2 separate regions of the Mus musculus genome follow, and region 1 is linked to region 2. Evidence: chromatin contacts called from public ChIA-PET data. All regions are on one chromosome and are shown on one strand. Each heading gives the region's core, a stretch centred on a gene start, on an enhancer-like site or on the middle of the called end of the contact. The rest is flanking DNA. Distances are from core to core; before and after follow the strand shown. Region 1 holds the start of 4933401H06Rik (RIKEN cDNA 4933401H06 gene). Region 2 has its middle 66 kb from the start of Nfkb1.

Region 1 (5,951 bases), core at 1,550-4,049, 82 kb before region 2:
GGCTGCTACCTGTGGTGACAAATACAAGCTCTCTTAGTCTTCAAAGCTTGCCCAATTCTTCTTTTGGCCTGTACTTGGCTGTCTCGCCAAATAGCACCCATTGAATCAGACAATGAGACCATATGCCCTTATGCCTCTGCTGCCACCCTCTTCAAATCAAACCAGAAGCAAATGTTATACCATCCAAAGTCACCCCAGTGACTACTTCAGATTATGTGGTGGATTGGAACTCTGAGAAAAGCATCCCCAACAAGGACTCTGATACAGAGCCTGCTTCCCTGTGTGGGTGACTCTGTTACACAGGCTGTGTTCTCTCTGTACTGGTAGAGGAAGGGAGAGTAACTTAATACTTGCCAATTTTGTGATCACAATTAGAAAGAAGTACCAAGATCAGTTCACTTTCCCTTATTATAAAGTAACTCAGTTATACAAAAATCTATTACAAATCCTTAACAAAAGAGCCGAAGGAGGGACAAGGGCTTCGAGTCCGAGATGAAAAGAATCCTTAATGTCTTATTAGTGTCTTCTGTACCCTTGCCTGCTACACCACTGACTACCATAGCCATTGGTTTCCAGCAAAAATGCAGCTTCCTTGTAGAATCTGTCATGTGTATAGATAGCAGTGACCCAAGAGTAGGAAGCCATCCTTCCCACAACACCATGTGAGGCACAGTCTCCTGTTCTAGGCAGGCTGCCACTGTGAACCAACTGCATGCAAACCTGCCGGCAACTTTCTGGGCCTCTGTCCCTTGTGAGGCCTTCCTACTTCCTCTCTGTTTTCATTTCATGTATTCATTAACCAAATAGGTTGTTTACCCTTTCTTCACACAGGTGCAGAAGCTGGGAAAGGGGTTATGTCCATCACTGACTTGTCCCTCAGCACAGGAAACAGATGTAAAACAGGTAAACATGATAAAGGTAAGCAAGCACACGGCATGGTGAGATAAAAGCTTCCAGTCAAGGAAAACTCAATCACAACTTACCGACAACTGAGTTTTCTAAACAATAATTATCATAGGCATTCTGAGAAACAAAAGCTATAGCACATTAATTACTATTAACAGAAAAATGTGGATGAAGAAATGCCAAGCCAAGCGTGGCCCTGGTGGGGACAGAGTGACATGGCTCCTGACCCTGGGGCAGGTCCCTAGTGTGAACCTCCAGGAGATGCCGAGCCAGGTGTGGCCCTGGCAGGGACAGAGTAAGTTGGTGATATGATTCTTGCCTCTGGGACATGGCCCCGTTGTGAACCTCCACGAGTATGGATGACTGCTGTGGGCATAAGGCTTGTTTGTATAATAATGCACATATTTCACATTCCTCCTAGGAATGTCTTCTTTGTTAACATTAATGTCTCCAGGATAATCTGACAACATGGGTCCAGGTGAAGAAGGTGTGGCTAATGTCTCAGCAAAATGGTAAAGGCTGGGACCTTCAGGACAGCCCTTAAGGCTATGGGAAAGACCTATAAATACATGAGTTCAAAATATATATAATTTCTCAACTATGCAAAACATAAGAGTGCAATATGAATTATGGGGGCTTCATGAATCTAAAGGAACAAAGGCAGCTACACTCTGAGCTAGACTGTCAGAAAGACACAAAGGCAGGCAGATTCCTGAGTTCAAGATCAGCATGTATGCTTACAGTCTTTTAAGAATCAAAGGACTGCGGTCACGGGATGTTGATTCAAAATATAATCAAAAGGAAACCTGGAATAAATAACTGAATTGATATGTAAATTAAAAAACTGGGCTTTTGGTCTGCATGAGATGAGCTAGCAAAAGGCGATAGCAGTTGTTTAGAAATTCTCTCTAGTGAGAGCTGGGCTCTCTAGAAATCTCTGGAGAGCAAAACAGCTCTTCAAGAATTTTTTCTTACCAAGATTTCTGACTTAGTCGGAAGATCCAATAATTTTTTATAGCAGCTTCTCTGACTAAACCCAGACAGCATTTAGAACTTTTACCTACAGAGAGAGCTGTCTCAACCAGACAGTTTTTAGATGAGACAGACAGACAGACAGACAGACAGACAGACAGACTGACTGACTGACTGGAAAGCCATCTCAGCAGAACCTGAGTGGGCAGCTTGAACCCATGATTTGACTTTGAGTCGTTCTTTCTGCCACTCCCAGACACCCCTTCTCTCAGAACCCCACTCCAATGCCAAGGCTGGTCCTTGACAAAGAAATAACATCTTGGGAATATAAATTGTCCAAGATTAGCTCATAGGAGGTGAAGAGAAGATTCAAGTCTCATGTTTTCCCGTTACTAAGCAATTAGAGATTGACTGTTATGTCTTCTTCATTAAACATGGAGAGTAACTCAAATAATAAAAAGAAAATCCACAGGATCCTGCAGGGAACTGTATTTTATTGGGCCTACTAGTTTTTAGGGTCATAAAGTTAAATTGCTCTTTAAACTACTTAGGATCCTTGTGAGTGGGGACGGGGGAGGTGGGGAACAGAGATCACTTAAATACAGTTCTATCTCTCCCTTCTATCCCCATCTTTCAAATGGGAAAGCTGGGGTCCACAAAGGTTTCATTCAAGCAACAGAAACTAACAACTGACCCCAATGTCTCAAACATAGGCTCAGACTCCTAACACAGCTGGGGAGAGCCCGGCGTGGTCACGTGCTTCCAGCAATGAATGTGGACCATCTGGATACAGACTCTCTACAGCTGTTTAGATCCGGGACTCTCTCCTACAGCAGAGGCAGCCTGTCAGTGCACCTGAACTGCCGCTGCGCACGTTGCATACGTAACATAACGTAACGTAACGTAATGTAACGTACTCTGTGAGACCAGGACAATGGATTACATTAAAGAAGGAAAATGTGAAGACTGAAAATGCTTCTCTGATGAGAAAGCAGCCACCTAGATCCCACGAGCTCATGTTACCGTAATATTTACTAATAGGACTCTGACAATGCCTGGCGCATAACAGTTCCTGGTAGACAGGTGACAAATAAAATAAAATAAAATAAGAATAAAATAAAAACAGGGATAAATAAAGTGGAAAGGAGTGATGAGCTCTTGGCTGCTTGTGTATGTAACCAAAGGTACAAGAGTAACTGAAACAAAACAGGTGCAGAAATCTCCGTGACAGTAGATTAGTGTGGGGCACCTAGCTTAGATCCCAACCATTTAAAGTGCAGCTTTGAAAGTAACTATCGGGAAGTCTCTTCTAACCTGGAAGAAAAGCGATCGTTTCACCGATTTATCTCTTCAAGGGTCACTGACAGGTGTCACAAAGTCTGGTTGGTGGCTTACAGGCATGACACAACAGGAACATTCGAAGCAGGAGTGGACGAGAAAACGGCAGATCTGTCCGCTGTGATGACGGGATTACCTAACTCGGTGACCAGACACCTTGGTGTCCCTCCCTTTACGCGTCTCCAGCTCGCTGTCTACCAGCCTCTCCCAAGTCTACCATTGTAAGTGCCTCTTCAGAGTTGACACAATCTTTCTTGGCTTGACTTTTGGACACATTCTTAACACCATTAAAAGAGAAGGTTTGAGCAAGAAACACTCCAGACGAATAATCCTCTAGGAGGCCGAACTAGGGATGACAAGTATTCTCTGATATCAGTGCTTCCATTTTTATCTCACGCCTTCTTATGCTTCTTACTTAGGGCTGAATGGTGCGCATGTATTCAGAAACACACGCAAACACACATTCACACACACACATATATACACACATAGGAACACGCAGATATACACATACACCACTCACAGTCACACATACACACGCACTAAAACATACTGAAATACACATATATCAGATCACACAGATACGTGGCCACGTACAAATATGCTTACATACATACATACATACATGCATGCATGTGCACATACACACATACATTCTTCCAAGTCTTTCTGAAGAGCATATGAAGACTTCTTCTCTAGAATATATTATTATAAAGACAAAAATGTCTAATGAATTAGACACTATTAGGAAAAACTCCTTATGAAGCCGTGTGTAGAGATAGCATTGCTACGACAAGGCAGGTAAAGTGCAATTTACAGACAAAGACGCCCATATGTTGAGAATGTTCGTATCTAGGTCCTAAATTATGAGTGGTTTTTTTTTTCCTTTCTGCTTATCTAGCTTTCCCAATTTTAAACAATGTACTTGTGTTTCTATGGGGATCCATCCCATAACCAGACACTATTGTGGATGCCAACAAGAGCTTGCTGACAAGAGCCTGATATAGCTGTCTCCTGAGAGGCTCTGCCAGTGCCTGACGAATACAGGAGTGGATGCTCACAGCCATCCATTCAATGGAGCACAGGGTCCCCAATGAAGGAGCTTAGAGAAAGTACCCAAGGAGGTGAAGGGGTCTGCAGCCCCATAGGAGGAACAGCAATATGAACTAACCAGTACCCCCAGAGCTCCCTGGGACTAAACCACTAATCAAAGAAATTGCGCAGAGAGATCCATGGCTCTAGCTGCATATGTAGCAGAGGATGGCCTAGTCGGTCATCAATGGAAGGAGAGGCCCTTGGTCCTGTTAAGGTTCTATGCTCCATTATAGGGGAATGTCAGGGCCAGGAAGCAGGAGTGGGTGGGTTGGGAAGCAGGGGGAGGTAGGAGGGGATACGGGATTTTCAGAGGGGAAACTAGGAAAGGAGATAACATTTGAAATGTAGATAAAGAAAATATCAAATTTTTAAAAAGAAAAAAAAAACAAAAAAGTGACTCATTATTTTCTCTTTTATTTTCATCTCTTTTTCTAGGTTTTTACATGGAGGATGAACTGGAAGTTGATTTTTTTTAATTAGGTATTTTCCTCGTTTACATTTTCAATGCTATCCTAAAGGTCCCCCATACCCACCCACCCCCAATCCCCTACCCACCCACTCCCCCTTTTTGGCCCTGGCGTTCCCCTGTACTGGGGCATATAAAGTTTGCAAGTCCAATGGGCCTCTCTTTGCAGTGATGGCCGACTAGGCCATCTTTTGATACATATGCAGCTAAAGACAAGAGCTCCCCGGTACTGGTTAGTCCATATTGTTGTTCCACCTATAGGGTTGCAGTTCCCTTTAGCTCCTTGGGTAATTTCTCTAGCTCCTCCATTGGGGGCCATGTGACCCATCCAATAGCTGACTGTGATCATCCACTTCTGTGTTTGCTAGGCCCCGGCATAGTCTCACAAGAGACAGCTATATCTGGGTCCTTACAGCAAAATCTTGCTAGTGTATGCAATGGTGTCAGCGTTTGGAAGCTGATTATGGGATGGATCCCTGCATATGGCAATCACTAGATGGTCCATCCTTTCGTCACAGCTCCAAATTTGGAAGTTGATTTTACCAAAGAAAAAAACAGGAAATAAAAAGAATTTTCAAAGATAAGCTTGCATTTTCAAAGAGGATTGCAGACTCCACCATGGGGACTGGCACGTCTCCCAGCTCCATCCTACCCTTTATCCATCTCTCAAGACCTCCAACCCATGAAGAGAGGTCTAGTGTCAAACCAGACACTTGCTCTGGGTTCCTGCTCTCAACCCTGACCTGTCGCAATAGCAGGAGCCCCCATACTTTGTGTCACTATAAGATAGACGTGGATTTTTTTTTAATCTGTTGTCTAAGTTCAAAGGGTCATTTTTGCCTTGCTGTTCACCGAAGACCTCCTACTCATTCTCTCTGTAGGTACATGGGATAAACATCTTCAGCTCACCCTCAAACCTCCTCATGACTGCATACAAGGACAGCATTTGTCCAACACAGATATTCTGGTTCTCAAACCGTAGCCCTGGGTACACCTAGGTTGCTCGGTCCCTGGCAGAGAAAGGGTGCGGTCAAATGATTCTCATTATGTTGCTAACTGCTTCTCCTTTCCTCACTCCTTTATGGGTGATCGATCGAGGCTGCATAGCTCAAGTCACGATAGACTGAATGCAGCAGCACACGTGGAAATCCACGTTAACTCGGGCATCTGTTAA
Region 2 (6,782 bases), core at 1,477-3,976:
GATTCTGGGATCTTGTGATCCTGACATCCTGAGTGTATCAGAGCTCCTGGGAGTCAAGCTGCCTCTGATACCCTGAGAACCTCGTGTGACCAAGCCCCTGGGACCCTAGGATCCTGGAATCCTGGGATCCTGGGTGTGTTAGAGCACCTGGGAGTGGAGCTTCCTCTGGGTGTTGTGGGACTGGCTGAAGAGATCGAGCCCAAGGTCTGCTCATGGGCTCTGGCCCAGACTGGAAGACGAGGACTCTCTTGACCTTTAAGCTCTACCTTCTTTTTTTTTTTTTAATTTTTTAATTTACCTTTTATTATTCACTTTACATCTCACTCACTGCCCACCTCCAGGTCACCCCCTCCCATGATCATTCCCCCATCTCCTATCCCCTTCTGCTTTGAGCAGGTGGAGGCCCCCAGGGTTATGCCCCTACCCTGGCACTTTACATCTCTAGAAGGCTAGGCAATTCCTCTGCTACTGAGGCCAGTCAAGGCAACTGATCTAGAAGAACATATCCCACAGACAGGCCACAGTTTTTGAGATAGCTTCTGTTCCAGTTGTTTGGGACCCACATGAAAACCAAGCTGCACATCTGCTATATATGAATGGGAAGGCCTAGGTCCAGCCAGTGTATGCTCTTTGGTTGGTGGTTTGAGCTCTGAGAACCCCACAGGTCCAGGTTAGTTTATTCGTTGGTCTTCTTATGGAGTTCCTTATCCCCTTAGGGGATGTGATCCATCCTTCTATTCTGTAAGGCAATGGACACTGTCAGTAGGACAAAATGGCAGATTGGGAAAGGGTCTTCAGCAACCCTACATCTGACAAATATCCACAATTTATAAAGAACTCAAGAAGTTAAACATCAACAACCTAAGTAACCTAACTTAAAAAATGTGGCACAGAGCTAAACAGAGACTTCTGTCCCTTAACTGAAAAAAAGGATAAAGAAAATGAGGTATATATCTACAATGAAATACTATTCAGCTATGAAAAACAAAGACATGAGTTTTGCAGGCAAGTGGATAGATCTTGAGAACATCATCCTGAGTGAAGTAACCCAGTCCCAAGGACATGAATGACAGGAGTCTAGCGTGGCTGTCCTCTGAGAGGCTCCACTCACCACTGACTCACACAGATGCAGACACCCACAGCCAAACAGTGGATGGGGCATGGGGACTCTTATGGAAGAGTAGGAGGAGGTAAGCTCCACCTTGTAATGAAGCTCCCTTCCAGTTTCCCCTTTAGAGCCCTTACTCTGCTTTTACTATATGGTCCTGTTCCCTCTCCAATGTTCTTTCACCTCAAGGCCTGATCACGGTTGAGGTCCTTTCCCCTAATAAACCTTATTTGTGAAGGACAATTGTGTGTTGGCTCCTCAAGAACCAAGAGTCCTGGCATTTTCCTTTTCCTTTCTTAACAAAACAGAAGGGAGAAATGGGCACATTCAGAAATCAAAGAACTATTGATGACCAGAAATAGTGCCTCATTTAACCAGAGCCAATGACAATTACACTGAGAGCAAAGATTTGACAAAGACGTTTGCCTTTTCTCCTACCTAAGACTTTCTACCACTTACCAAACAGCAAACGTGTCTGACAAGAGTACAGCACATAGATCGTGTGCATTTGGACACAGATGATTCAGGCAGGGGTGACTGGGATGTACTTTTTCTAAGAAGGGGGCGGTGTCAGGAGAGCCCAGCACACCAGCATTACAGGAATGAGGTTAGAACGGGAGCCGGGCATGGTGGTGCACGCTTTAAGCCCAGCACTCAGGAGGCAGAGGCAGGCGGATTTCTGAGTTCGAGGCCAGCCTGGTCTACAAAATGAGCGCCAGGACAGCCAGGGCTACACAAAGAAACCCTGTCTTGAAAAAAAACAAAAAACAAAAAAAACAAAAACAAAAACAAAAAAAAGAACAGATTAGGGAAATAATATACAAAGACAAACAGATAAATACAAGAGACAGGCCTGATAGAATTGTTGTGATTGTATGCCACAAACTTAACTTCCTCTACCTTGGTCAAATAGAAATAGGGTAGAAGGCAAACCATGTTTGAATTTGGGGGTTTCATTGGTGACTCTTTTCCAACAAAATATGATGTCGCCCTCCTCTGATTTGTGTAGGGTGATGTGAAGACCATCATTTTGCTCCATCATTCCCCAAAGTGCCCGTCTTAATCCTTTGTAGTGAAATCAACCTTTTGATTTTTATTATTTCCTGCCTGGGAAGGTTACTGCCCTCCTCCATTGCTAACTTCTTTAATTATGCTAGATTTACTTTTTTATATTGGGAGGTTCATCAATGTGTTCAACAACTGTATACAATCCTGTTTATTGTGCGATTTCAAATTTCAGTTTTTGATTTCATGGCATTTTACTGTAACATGCAAAAATCAATAAGGAGCCAGAGATGACTCGGGTTAAGCAGTAGCATAATTTCTAGTGGTATCGATCAGAAGGAAAATCTAAGTGAAGATCAATTCTGCAAGCAGAAATTCCTTTGATACAGGCATCTCATTAGAGAGGAACACTCAGACACAGTTTATAGCCAACTGAAAGTCTTCATGTCAGCTAGCTGAGACGACACTTAAGTATTTGGGACCCAAGTACAGCACCAAGTGTTTAGAGTGAGGGGTTGTTTAAGGCAAAAACTACATCCTGGTGTCTGTCTCTGAAGCTGCAGGGGGAGGTTGCACAAGCAAGCAGTTTCATGGAAGCTAAGATAAGCAGTTAGCTGGAAGAGGAAGTTTGCACAAACAGACAGTTTAACAGAAGATAAATAAGTTAGCTAGGGCATCTTGACTTTAGGTTCCTAGATTAGAGAGTTAGGTTCTATGAGGCCTCCCATCCAGGAGATCAAATTCTAGTTAAATCTAAAATGGCCTCCACAAGAACACAAGATAGATGAATCTCTGCATGGTCTTTCCCTGTCATATCTTTGTAAATATCTTCGTGTGACTCAAAAGCACCTCCAAGGAGATGAGAAATAGTTTATTCTAGACCAGATACAAATGACCATGATCTGGGAACACAAATTTAAGTCACCCTAAATCCCATTTTCCAGTGCAGAAACAGTATCATAAAGGTTTTTCAGTAACCGGAAAAAAAAAAATGCAAGTCTTAAACCAAGACACTTTTAAGTTCATTGGTAGAAAACATTAATGAGTTAAAGCAGGGCAGGAGAAATGTCTATTATAAGCCTCAGATGCTGTGTCATGATATTCAAACCCTGTGAGTTGAGGGGTAGGTGTCAATCTGCACAGCCCAAAAAATTTAACCTAAAGGTAACAAAGCTGTAAGGTACAGAGGAGAGTGAATACACAGCTGTTAAGAGCCTAAAGATTGCCCAAGATAATTTGGCTTTGGACCTGTAACATTCCAAGCTCTTCACAATCAATGAAGTTCTCACCAGTTATTTAGTGTGGAAGGTGTAGATTCCTTCCAGAAACTTCTGCTTACAAATACTATAAGCAATCTGGCTTCCTTATTGCAGATTTGTAGCTTTATCTGGGGACTATCTGAATGAAAAGTTGGATAGCAAACGAGAATTCCCTACATGGTAAGGCCTACCTCAGAGGATGTTATGTTAGAAAGGAGTATTCAGTGTCACACAGAAGCACAGAAGCAAGGTGAAAGTGATCTGGCAAGGTGATCTCTTTTTATAAAAAGGGTGTGCCATATTCCCAAACCAGGACACTGAGTAGCAACATGGCTCAGACTGTCTCTGTATTTTATGCCTAACCAACAAGGATGGTAACAGTTCCTCACTGGCGAAGGTTCAGCCTCACAGTTAGAAAGCATCAAGGACAGGGAGAGGACTTTGTTTGCAAGAGAAACAACATTTAGCTGTTGAAGCATTTCAGGAATTCTACACCTGGTCAAACAAGCTTATCTAACAAAGGACTAACAAAAGGGTTTGTAGGGTAATGGGAAAGTAAGGAGAAGCAGACTCAGGGCCTGTTTATAAGAAAACAAACGGCTGGATCTCTCACAGTTCTTCAAACCAATTGGCACAGTTCACAAAATATTGTGTTGTGATTCTCCTTAAGCTGTAAAGTGTTTACAACCAAATTTCTTTTACAATAAAATTTTTGCAGCTCTTCTTATATTGCACCACCTGGCCAAGTTGTGATATTTTAAATAAGATTGTCATAGGCCATAAATGTGTGTGTGTGTGTGTGTGTGTGTATGTGTATGTGTGTGTGTGTGTGTGTGTGTACTTAGAGGGAAAAAAGGGAAGGGGGAAATGATGTAATTATATACTTCCAAAAGTAAAAGAAATAGTTCTTTTAGACGATTGCCATAGAAACAATTGTAGGAAGAATTTAAAAGGAAAAAAAAAAGTAGTCATGTGTGTGAATTGGGCTGGGAAAAGGGTTCACACTGACTGCATAGATGAAAGAAGTCATTCAACCTACTCAGAAACACAGCATCCAGGGTGGGAATGTAGGATTTCAACTATGGTTACAAAATTTTAAGTGACCAACCAAACTCAAAGGTTTACTAACATGTGCAGTTTTAGGGTTTTTCTTGTTTATTTTTGTTTTGTTTTTTAATCTTCCAATCTATGTAACATTTACAAAGGAATGACTGCATAGCTCTTTGCCCTCTCTGTCTTATTCAAGTCCTAGTTGTCTATTTCATTTCATTAAAAGACTTAGACACTACTATTCCTAAGAAATATTCAGGCACTATCGTGCCCATGAAGAAGTGTCTTCTGGAAATGGCACAGCTGATGTAATTGTGGATGCAGAAGCGATGGCTGCCTGCACAAAAGGTAAGTGAGAGAAGCAGGAGTGGAGTGGTCAGGAAGAAGGGGTTTGGCCTGCAGGGGTACAAGGGGATGAAAGAGGATACGCAGGGCTAAATCAGCTCACAATACATTGTAGACATGGAGAAATGACAAAATTAGATTTCTAAGTGTTAATTATTAAATAGTTGCCTATACAAATAGCTGGATTAAAAAAAAAACTTCTTTGATCTTTTCTCTCACACGTATTAGGTAATTCTCTTCTGAGTTAAGAGTCAGAGGAAGGAGCAGAACTATTAACCATTCAACTGGAGAAAGTAAAAGTTTTACAAGAAAAAGAAATTTACTAGTATGCTAGCATTTTCCCAAGAAACAGCAGTAATGCGATGTACGCAGGGAGAATGATGTTAACCTTTCAGCTTACATTAGGAAGGCCAATACTGTAGAATTCTACAGATTACGTTATGAGGGTGGAAACCTAAAGGAGTCAGGTCTACAAGCTGTCTGCTCCCAGAATTCTCTCCTCTTCTAAGGGTAGAGAGTTATCTGTTTCATTTAAGACCTTCAGCTGGTTGGATAAGGCCTGACTGCATCATAAGGTGGAAACATCTACAATACTTGACTAAATACCTGAGCACTGTGGACTAAGCTACGGTGGCATATAAAAGTATTTATCATATGCAGACAAATTAATCATTATATCTGTCCTGTGATATTCAGAAAAAAATAATACTGTTGAAGAAACAAAGCAAGAGTCCAACCCCTTCCCCCCCCCCCAGCTACATGACCTTGGACACAGTATTCCTAATAATTCTTTGACAGCTGAAGGAAGAAATAAAATTCTCTTTGCTTCCCGGAATTGTTGTGAACATTAAGCTAATTGATAAACAGCATTTAACACACTGCAGGTATTCTATAAATAATACCTCATCATTGCTTTGACTGAACTTTCCCTAACTTCTATATTCTCACCTTAGAATGTTACAGAATTTTAAAGTAAATCTATTTTCCTCAAATAGTCTTCATGTACTAACATACACTCGTTAAAATGTTTTATTAAAGAAAGTTAGCATGTAGAAAACTATTTCCTACCTGAACAGCTTGGTTTTTTTCAGAGATAGAGCTTTCTCCTTGCAAAGCAAAAGTGTTATTATTTTAAGAATTTGATGACATAAAGAAGAAAATAATAATCACCATCTGTACCCTGCCTCAGTTCTCTCTCTCTCTCTCTCTCTCTCTCTCTCTCTCACACACACACACACACACACACAGAGAGAGAGAGAGAGAGAGAGAGAGAGAGAGAGAGAGAGAGAGCGAGAGAGAGCAGAATGTTCACCTAGAAGCTGCAATTGAAGATTAAATGTGCAAAGAATACCAACTGTACAATTTAGTTAAGCACCACACGGATAAGGGCACTGACCAGGGCCACTCTTCACAAGCAGGACAGAGCACTCGTGAGACCACTCCTAAGATGACCTCAGACACCCAGAGACCCATGGGTGCCACTAAGAAGAGCAAGTAAGTGGTGGGGAATGGAAGAGAAAGAGAACCAGAAGGATGTGTGTACACGGAAGAGAGGCAGAACTGGAGACTGGCGGGTAATGAGAAACAGCTGATGTGAGTAGCTGGTGATGCCACCTAAGGCCATGGTGGAGTTTGGGCTGTGATGATGCAGAAGGCCATGCTTAGGTTCATGGCCCTGCTGCAGTGGGGTCTGTTACCACCAAAGAACAGGCAGATGTCCCTGGTCTGGGCTGCCACCCAATGCCATGGTGATGTCTGTGGGCTGTGGAGAACTGGACCCAGCCCTTGCCAGAGCATCATGAGAAAGCTTCCCCCAAAGTCATGAGAGCAATAGAGCTTGCCCCACCCCTCACCAACTACAGTACTTGGGAAAGTGGGCACTGCCCATTGTCCAGGACTCATGGTAGAGCTGGCCCTCATTGCAGGAGTTGTAGGCAAGCCTGCTGATGCAGGTAAGCATGAGAGAGCTGTCCCTGCAACTTGTCTGCCCTGCCATACAGTAACCTGGACTAGGG

Evidence for each region. ChIA-PET counts read pairs in DNA pulled down with a chosen protein or histone mark.
Region 1: a contact with region 2 is called in an SMC1A ChIA-PET map of the G1E-ER4 cell line, with 5 read pairs. The contact joins the promoter of 4933401H06Rik here to the enhancer-like site in region 2. A contact is called at or near these places in 1 of 15 datasets of contacts at CTCF or cohesin (the G1E-ER4 cell line), 2 of 484 Hi-C or Micro-C datasets (the N1E-115 cell line and bone marrow-derived macrophages) and 1 of 115 datasets of contacts at active chromatin or transcription factors (extraembryonic endoderm stem cells).

What each region holds. Positions count from the first base shown.
Region 1 is chr3:135,837,117-135,843,067 of GRCm38.p6, reverse strand. It overlaps 4933401H06Rik (RIKEN cDNA 4933401H06 gene), which reads left to right and starts at 2,799. Exons shown (of 5, transcript NR_040540.1): 1 at 2,799-2,961; 2 at 3,234-3,437; 3 at 4,747-4,791. All of the region lies in intron 2 of Slc39a8 (solute carrier family 39 (metal ion transporter), member 8), which reads right to left.
Region 2 is chr3:135,754,040-135,760,821 of GRCm38.p6, reverse strand. No RefSeq gene overlaps it. Among named protein-coding and RNA genes, the nearest start is that of Nfkb1, 66 kb to the right of the region's middle. Within about 2 kb of position 2,726, at least 10 of the 459 cell types and tissues checked have an H3K27ac peak or open chromatin away from gene starts, as enhancers often do. A contact at or near this core is called in the G1E-ER4 cell line, where this site is marked.